2 separate regions of the Danio rerio genome follow, and region 1 is linked to region 2. Evidence: chromatin contacts called from public HiChIP or PLAC-seq data. All regions are on one chromosome and are shown on one strand. The core of a region is the stretch at or near the end of the contact, and the rest is flanking DNA. Distances in the headings are between cores, read along the strand shown.

Region 1 (4,373 bases), core at 741-3,240, 220 kb before region 2:
TATAATATTGTATATCATCCTATTTAAAATATGAATTTAAAAGAGAGATTTGTGAGGGGTGCACTCATATATGCTGAGCACTAATGCTTAAACATTATTAACGTAAAACTTTAACAGATTCCTCTTTTTTCTAGTGATATTTGATGTGAGAAAGTTGTATTTTCAAAATAATGAGTAAAACAAGGAATTTGTAAGGAAAAATGAGGCGAATAGCTGCAGAAAGGTTCAGTTTTTGAGAAAAAAATAAACCACTGCTTTCACCATTCTGGCTACAGGCCTGCATTCACTGATAACTGATCCAGAGTGTTGTTGATCCTGTTTGTATGTACACACATTGTTGAATAAGTGTGTGTTTGTCCTGTACATGGCTTATTATTATTGTAGGTGTGTTGAGTTACTTACTATACACACAGAAATAGCACCTTTAGCACGATGTGTGTGATGGCTTGTGTTTAGAGAATCCTGCATGAAAAAATACTGTAGTAATTTATAGTAAACACTGCAGTGTTTTTAAAGCATACTATAGTAAAGTGCATTACACTGCATTTGTTATAGTATCTACAACTCTCGGTTGATGAATGCTCCAGCACTACTGTATTAACTACAGTGAGCTGATCTGTAATACAGTATGCTTTAGTTTTTACCACAGTAAACTCTGCTTTGTAGTAATTTATACCCTGTAGTTTTAGAGAATAGGTTTTAATCAGTTTTAATAGTTAAAGTCAGTCTGTAAGATGATTAGAATTTATTATTTAAAAGCTACAGTGTACAAATAAAACTACTTATTTAAAGTAGCATATATAAAATGAACTAGAAAAGAACTAGAAGACTGTTCTGTTCAGCCTAATGAGGTAAAAACATTTCAGCCGTTTTATTGTAAGGTGTGATGTGAATCCTGAAGTGGACAGCAGGAGGCACAATCTGAAGTGTTGGTGGTGAGTGTGTTGCACAGTGTTATTTTGACCACTAGATGAGGATCTCGTGCAGAATGATGAGCGCCCAAACTCTCTGTCAGAGGAGTAACAGTATTAGAGATGTGGAGTCCTGAAATACATGAATGACAAATACATGATGGATGGATGGAAGGTTAAGAACATGGATGGATGGATGGATAAGTGGATAATTGATGGATGATTGATGAATGGATGAATAAATGAATGAATGGATAAATGGATGGATGGTTGGGTGGATAAATTGCTAAATAGATGGATGGAAGGATGGATGGATGGATGGATGGATGGATGGATGGATGGGTGGATGGATGGGTGGATAAATGGATGGATGGATGGATGGATGGATGGATGGGTGGTTTGATGGATGGATTGGATGGATGGATGGATGGATAAGTGGATAATTGATGGATGATTGATGAATGGATGAATAAATGAATGAATGGATAAATGGATGGATGGTTGGGTGGATAAATTGCTAAATAGATGGATGGAAGGATGGATGGATGGATGGATGGATGGATGAATGGATGGATGGATGGGTGGATGGGTGGATAAATGGATGGATGGATGGATGGATGGGTGGTTTGATGGATGGATGGATGGATGGATGAATGCATGGATGGGTGGGTGGATGGGTGGATAAATGGATGGATGGATGGATGGATGGATGGGTGGTTGGATGGATGGATGGATAGATGGATGATGGATAATAGATGGAAAATAGATGATGGATGGATGGATGCATGGATGAATGTAGGAATGGATGGATAGATGGATGGATGAATGAATGGATAGATGGATGGATGGATGGATGGATGGATGGATGGATGGATGGATGGATGGATGGATGGATGGATTAATAGATGGATGGATGGATGGAAGGATGGGTGGATGAACTGATGGATGGATGGATGGATGGATGGGATGATGGATGATGGATAATAGATGGAAAATAGATGATGGATGCATAGATGAATGGATGAATGAATTGATAGATGGATGAATGGATGGATGGATGGAAGGATGGGTGGGAGGGTGAATTGATGGATGGATGGATGAATGAATGAATGAATGAATGAATGGATGGATGGATGGATGGATGGAGCCTACAGGGTGAATGTTAATGTTCAAGTTATTGGTAGATTATTTTAAATCGTGCAGGCCTGTTTGGTAGTTTATGTAAAAGTTTTACTAGTCTAATAGTTTAATACTCTGTTAGACTGTCATTTTTATTGTTGGCCACTTTTTATATACTGTTTTGAATTCTGCTTCAATGGTGGAAAATGAGAGTTATTTTCCCTCAGAAATGCGTCATGCGGATCCTCCCTTCACCTCATTTGCCCATTCAGACTGTATGTTTGTGTCTCAATACACTGTAAAGTGCCTACATAGACATCATCTGTGTGTGGGCATCACAGGCACGCGCAGCATTTCTGTGCGGGAACGCGCTCCTGATGCCCACAGAGTTGCCGCGTGAACTCGTGAACAGCAGAAACTTATTTTCTAGATGTCATTTGAAGAGTTGCTGTCGACCTGACGGATGTTTGCCGGTTGTTTAACGGAGTGTGCTCGTCGGTCATTCTAACGGATCCGTTACCGAAGCTCCGGGAGCGATGATCGGGAAGGAGCGGGGCTCTCCGGCATCCAAGCCGCCTCCGGGCGCCTCACCTGCGGCTGCAGGACTCAGCGCGACCCGCGGGAGATTTTCCAGAGCCAGGAGGAAACACAGCAATGGATCCGTCCAGTGAGTAACTACTCTGTCATTACATGCACACGCTCAGCTTTAAGGTATATCAACAGTTTATCTACAGTATAGCTTAGGGTATTATGTTTCATTTTAAAACTTTGGTCTCTTCATTAGGTAGCTCATAAACCATAATCTATGACTCAATAAACTCAATACTTTGCTGCTTATTATTAATTATTAAGGTAAAAGTTGCTTTTAGGTATTTAGATCAGGCCAGTTAATGCAGAATATGTGCTTTAGAAGTAGACTAAACAGCCAATAAGCCACTAGTTAATCATAGTGGAAACTGGTCACTGTGCTAAAAGCATTACCTATTATTTACCATAGTCTTATTATATTTAGAAAATGATGACTCTCAAATATGGACAAACCCACATCTGGGTTAAAATATATCATTAACATTATCATAACAAAAATAAATAAATAAATAAACAACACAATGGCTGTGTTTGTCCATATTTGACTCAATAATGGGTTAAAACAGCCTACATTTTTAGAGCGTACATGCAGCATTTCTGTCACAATGTGCTGAAACGTAATTTTTAAGAAGAATCAAATTAACCTTATGAGTTATTTTTACTTAAATCACATTAAACTGACATAAAACACCATGTATAGCTCAACATTTCAAAGTTAGAAGTGATTTGATTTAATGATGAAAACTATAATCAATGTAAAAGCATATACGACTTATTGATCATCTAATTTACTACAGTGGATGATATTAGGAAAGAAAACATGGGGTATTTCTATGTCTCACGGTCAATATTTCTTATTAGCAGGATCATTTATAGTCTTTTACACACTTTTTAAAGTTCTGGGTTGTTCTAACCCAAATGTTGGGTCAAAAATGGACAACCCAACGTTTGGGTTAAAAAGAGTGATTTAAATTTGACTGGACAAATGTTAGATTTTTTAATGTGTGACTCAACATAGAGACACAACAACCCAGAAATCTTCAAAGGGTTTCAATTTGTAGTTTGCAGAATGTTACGTCTTGTTTCAGAATGTTCCAAGATTATTTAAAAAGTCGCATTTCCATAACGTTTACAAAGTAATACTGTTGAACGTCCCATTTATCTGTGTGAAAACATAGTCAGAAAGCGTGCTCCCTAAGAGATTTTGTTTAGGACCCCTAATGACCCCTAAATAACTACATTGTTTTGCGAAGCATACTATAGTGAAGCTCTTGAATGAATCTGTTGTGGTGTTTCAGTTGTTGCAATGGTACAAACCAGTGATCTACAACTATTACAATGCAACACACCACAGTTTACAATACTACTTATTATAAGTGAACTATTTATAAGTATACTACATATATACTGTAACAAATACTGAAAGTTCACTTATAAAAATTAGTAAAGTGTATAATAAATTGTATATAAATAATAGTAAAGTGTATTATACTGTATATTCATTTATTTATTATTTCTTTTTTGGCTTAGTCTCTGATTTATCAGGGGTCGCCACAGCGGAATGAACCACCAACTATTCAAGTACATGTTTTACGCGGCGGATGCCCTTCCAGCTGCAACCCAGTACTGGAAAACACCCATACACACTCATTCACACACACACACACAATTTAGTTGATCAGTTCCCCTATAGTGCATGTGTTTGGACTGTGGGGGAAACCGGAGCACCCGGAGGAAACCCACACCAACACGGGG
Region 2 (4,529 bases), core at 1,230-3,729:
TGGTGAGTAAATGATTTCTTTGGTCTCTTTAATGCATGTTTGGTTTTTTGATACAGCACAGGGTCCTTTTATACAAGCCTAACGCCATCCTGATTTGACCAAGTAGAACATCTTCCTGGATTAACATCTAACAGAACATTCCAATCAGCCAATCAGAATAAAGGGATACTTTACCGTTTAGGTTAAGTTTAAGCGCACGGTTCGATTTATGCACTTCTAATGTTATCCAACTCTAATTTTGTGAATAATCTATAGATATGCTTGGGTTTTGGGCATAGGGAATAGGTATGGATTACATTTTCCCACAAAAATGATGTTCCAGGATGAACATAGATGTTAATCCAGGATCACATCATACTCAGCAAAATCATGAGGTGAAGGAAAACAATTTAATTTCCGAATGAATTCATCCTTTTTCCAGCAGACGATATAACTTACAGGCATTAATCAAAAAACCGAAACTTTTTTGACCAATCAGAAATCAGCAGTGGTCTCTGCTGGCTTCTGATTGGTTAGTACAGTGTTCCAAACGTTCCAAGTGGTTTACTAACAACGATACATATAAAGTGCACATGTTAAAGAGACAGTTCACCCAAAACTGAAGCTTCTCTCATCATCGACTCTCACCCTCAATCAAAACATGCTTGACTTATTTTCCTCAGTGATAAGTAACCATTGACTACCATAGTATTTCTTTTCCTAAAGAGGAACTCGATGATTAAAAATTGTGGGAATTCTTTAATGTAGCCTCTTTATTGTTCAACAGAAGAAAAAAAGCCACTTGAGGAGGAGTAAACAGTGAGAATTTTAATTCTTGAGTGATTGATCCCTTTAACTCAACCATAACTATCAGTGGACATCTTAAAACATACACAAACATACAGCAGAACGCTGCCGCTCATGTAAAAAGCCTCGCTATCCTGTTAACATTTAACGCTAGTTGAAAGTTAACAGGACAAACCCTTTCTAAACAAAACTGGTGGCTGATTGTACTGATTAGCGGTGACTGCAAACTGATCGATAAAGAGCTGTCAGCTAATGAAAACCAGAAACTCTCCAACACACCACACCACACCGCTTTCACCTGGGGTGAGGTTGGTTTATATTCACACACTCAGACTGCACCTTCTTAATATAATTGAATCAAATATAATTAAGTAGTATTTGCTAATTCTAAATCGAGAAACCACATTATCAGCCAATGAAAACACAAATCAAAGTACAACACAGTCCACAGAGTCAATCAAATAGTGCTGATGTTGTTGTGAAGTCATACCTTACGTCTGATTTTAGACCTAATATTTAAAGTATCATGGTAAACAATGTACGCATGTATAATATACAAGTTGTCACTGAACTAAATGTAAAATTAACGTCACCCCAATGTTTCTTCACAGATTGGGGTAAATTTAATTTAATACTCGCACATTCAAACTTACTCCTTAATAATATAACTTCATGAAAGTATTCTTTGCAAATTCTACATCAGCAGCTAATAACTATGTACAACATTGTTTACAGTAAATTAAATAGTGCTGATGTTGTTTTGAAGCCATGCTTACATGCGATTTCACACTGAATATTCAAAGTAGCATGGTAAACATTATAGGGAGCGTGTCATCACCAGTTGTCACCGAACGAATGTGCGAAAATAAACCCAACTTCACCCTCAATGCGCGTTCACACAGGCGAGCGCTAAACCGAATTCATACCTGATTGAGATCCTGATCCGTCAGCAGATGCAGCTCTCGCGGCTTGAAGCAGTTCTGACACTTGCTTTTGTTGAAAATGTTCGCCTGAAATTTCCTACACGTGTTTTCCTTCGCGCTCGACATCTTTCGCTCCTCCGTTTGTGCGCGTTTTCGATGCCGCACCGAATAGCAGAGCGACCGTTACAATCCCGAGAGTCTTCAGCCGATCCTAGAGCCCGACATCAGCCTACACATGACCGGTAACGGCGGCGGCGGGTCCCCGGTAACGGTTTAAACGGCAGGACGAGCGCTTTATGTAAGCAGATCTCTAGTCGACAGGCCTGATGTGTTGGAGTTCATGGCCTGCCCTCACAAAGCCACTCTCTAATCGCATTTCTGCCCGATCAATGGTGGAATTGTGCAAGCGGTAAACAAAGCGCTGACTTCACGTGTTCCCGCGCTCGACCGAAGGCTGGAGCTCCCGGTGGACACGCGGAATTCCAGGCGGTGTGGAGACACGGAGCTCCGTGGGTCTTCGGTCCCGGCTGAAGTTTCCTCTGTTAGCGGCTAATGGAGGCTCTTGGTCCCGGTGGATCAGAAGCCAGTGCTCGGCGAAGCTCCGCCGGCAGCAGCAGTGCGCATGTCTGAGCTCGACCCTACGGCTCCATCAGCTGCCAGAGGCGACCGGAGAACGGGTTACCGGGGCGAAATACAGTCTGTTTTCTTCCTCAGCGGCGCTCGAGCTTCCCAATGGAGGAGGACGCTCGTAGATCTGCTGCTGGAATTCTGGATTTCTCTCGCGAGAGTTCAGACTGAGCGCGAGATCTGAGCAGGAGCAGGACCAAGTGTGCCGCAAGCCTGCGTTTGAGTGAAGGTTTCGGCCGTTAGATCGCCCCCTGTGGGCTGGCTGCAGTACAAGTCATAAAGCCCGCCTCCTCCGTGTTAATGAAGGAGACTTGAGCCCAAATAAAAAAAAATATTACACTTGCAATAAAATGTCCCGAAAGATAGTTCTGGTCGATTAAGGCACTGGTTATTGTGCTGAAATAGGTGCAGATCTTCATTTTTGTAAACAGTTTGTTTTTAGCAGTAATTTAATGCTGGGCGTGTCATCGTGATTGACAGCTGTAATTGACAGTTTCTCAAAGCGCGGCGTCTGAGCTTCGGCAGGAGACTGAAGTGTTATTATTCGATTTCTGTGTTATTTTACCATGACAAAATGAGTTCAGCAGTAAACTATAGTTTCTGACATACATGATCCTGGTGGAACACTGTTTATTCGCTAAGTTCAGGGCTTTTTTCGGGCTTTATTAGTTTGCTGATACACGCCTAGCCACCCAGATAGCAAAACACAGTTCCGGCTAGATTCTCGCCTGCCGGAGACTTATCTCTTAGAGCTCAGACTGACTAATGTTACCTCTGCTGGACCTACTCCGGATGCCTGGACTCACTACCCAATTCCAGCCCGAGTCAATCGAGCCAGATGCGGCGGCCGAGCGAGCAGGTGCTGCCGCATGCGAGCCGGAATCAGCCCGCGACGCCGCGAGTAAGTTATGCGCTGCGGCCCGGAGCTGGCGCGATTGAATATATAAAACCCTCATATTTGTTAACGTTATTACATCCATTTGTGTTGATATGACAGCAAACGCATGCTGAGAAGTTCGGGGGGCGTAGTTGATTTTACATAAAGCGTTTGATTGGAAGCTCGACTCTGCTCATTTTCGCGGCTCCTCCTCTGGCTCCATCAGACAATCCTTCTGCGCATGTCTGGCTCCAATTTCAGCAGTCTTTTGCGACAGTTTGTGCCCGTCAAGCAGGCGTTTTGCCCTCAAGGCGTTCAATGGGAAAAAGGGCTGTCGCGTCGTCCATATTTTTTACAGTCCTTGAGCAGGACGGGCCCGAATGAAGAGGCCACCCTGTGGAGACCAAACATATACACACAATCACGTACAGTTCTGATCATGTCAATATGGAGCAAAATAAATCTAAATAGCTTCTTAAATCTACGCCACGAAGACAGTGAAGACAGATCTGAAGGCAAAAGGGGTCCAACCCGGTACTAGCAAGGTGTACCTAATAAAGTGGCCAGTGAGTGTATTTACTGTATATATAAAACACAAGGATACTTTAACATTTAAATTAATTAACTACATATTTAAATGTTTCCCAGCGCTGGGTTGCTACTGGAAGGGCATCCGCTACGTAAGACATATGCTAGAATAGTTGGCGGTTCATTCCGCTGTGGCGACCTCTGATTAATAAAGGGATTAAGCCGAAAATAAAATAAATGAATGACATATTCGGATGTACTCCAATAGTCTGTGTGGTCAAGCAGCAGTTCTATAGTGCCCCACCGTACACTGTGTGTGAAGAGTGTGTGAACAGATGAACAGCTCTCAGCATGTCAGTCTGTGTTTGAGCCTCTGCTATTAAAAGAGCTGTGATCCGGACACTATTTCCACACTCACACACACACACACACTGAGTCTGAATGAGCAGGAGAACAGTCAGACTCACACACGTTTCTCCTGGAGACTGGTGTAACCGTCCACACACACGGTAAGAACACTGCAAATAAAGCAGATTACTGTCTGCTCTGCTGTATGTGGGGTTACCGTGTGTGTGTGTGTGTGTGTGTGTGTGTGGTCTTTGACATTGAATCTCAGCACTGATGTGTGAGTGAGAGTGTGTATTTGTCCATATGAGTGTGTGTAATATGTCTGTATGTGTGTGTGTGTGTGAGAGAGAAATAGAGTGTCTGTATGTGTTTGACACTGAATTTCAGATCTAATGTGTGTGTGTGTGAAAGTGTGTAAATGTGTGTTTCTGTGTCTTTTT

Evidence for each region. HiChIP or PLAC-seq counts read pairs in DNA pulled down with a chosen protein or histone mark.
Region 1: a contact with region 2 is called in an H3K4me3 HiChIP or PLAC-seq map of gastrula embryo, with 2.8 times the contacts expected there. The contact joins the promoter of radil2b here to the promoter of mprip in region 2. A contact is called at or near these places in 2 of 4 datasets of contacts at active chromatin or transcription factors (embryo and gastrula embryo).

Annotation. Positions count from the first base shown.
Region 1 is chr12:879,581-883,953 of GRCz12tu, reverse strand. It overlaps radil2b (Ras association and DIL domains 2b), which reads left to right and starts at 1,990. Exons shown (of 17, transcript XM_073917997.1): 1 at 1,990-2,697. The coding sequence starts at 2,567. All of the region lies in intron 16 of mprip (myosin phosphatase Rho interacting protein), which reads right to left.
Region 2 is chr12:655,895-660,423 of GRCz12tu, reverse strand. mprip (myosin phosphatase Rho interacting protein) reads right to left here and starts at 2,479. Exons shown (of 17, transcript XR_012387740.1): 1 at 1,713-2,479. dhrs7cb (dehydrogenase/reductase (SDR family) member 7Cb) reads left to right here and starts at 4,164. Exons shown (of 7, transcript NM_001020657.1): 1 at 4,164-4,250.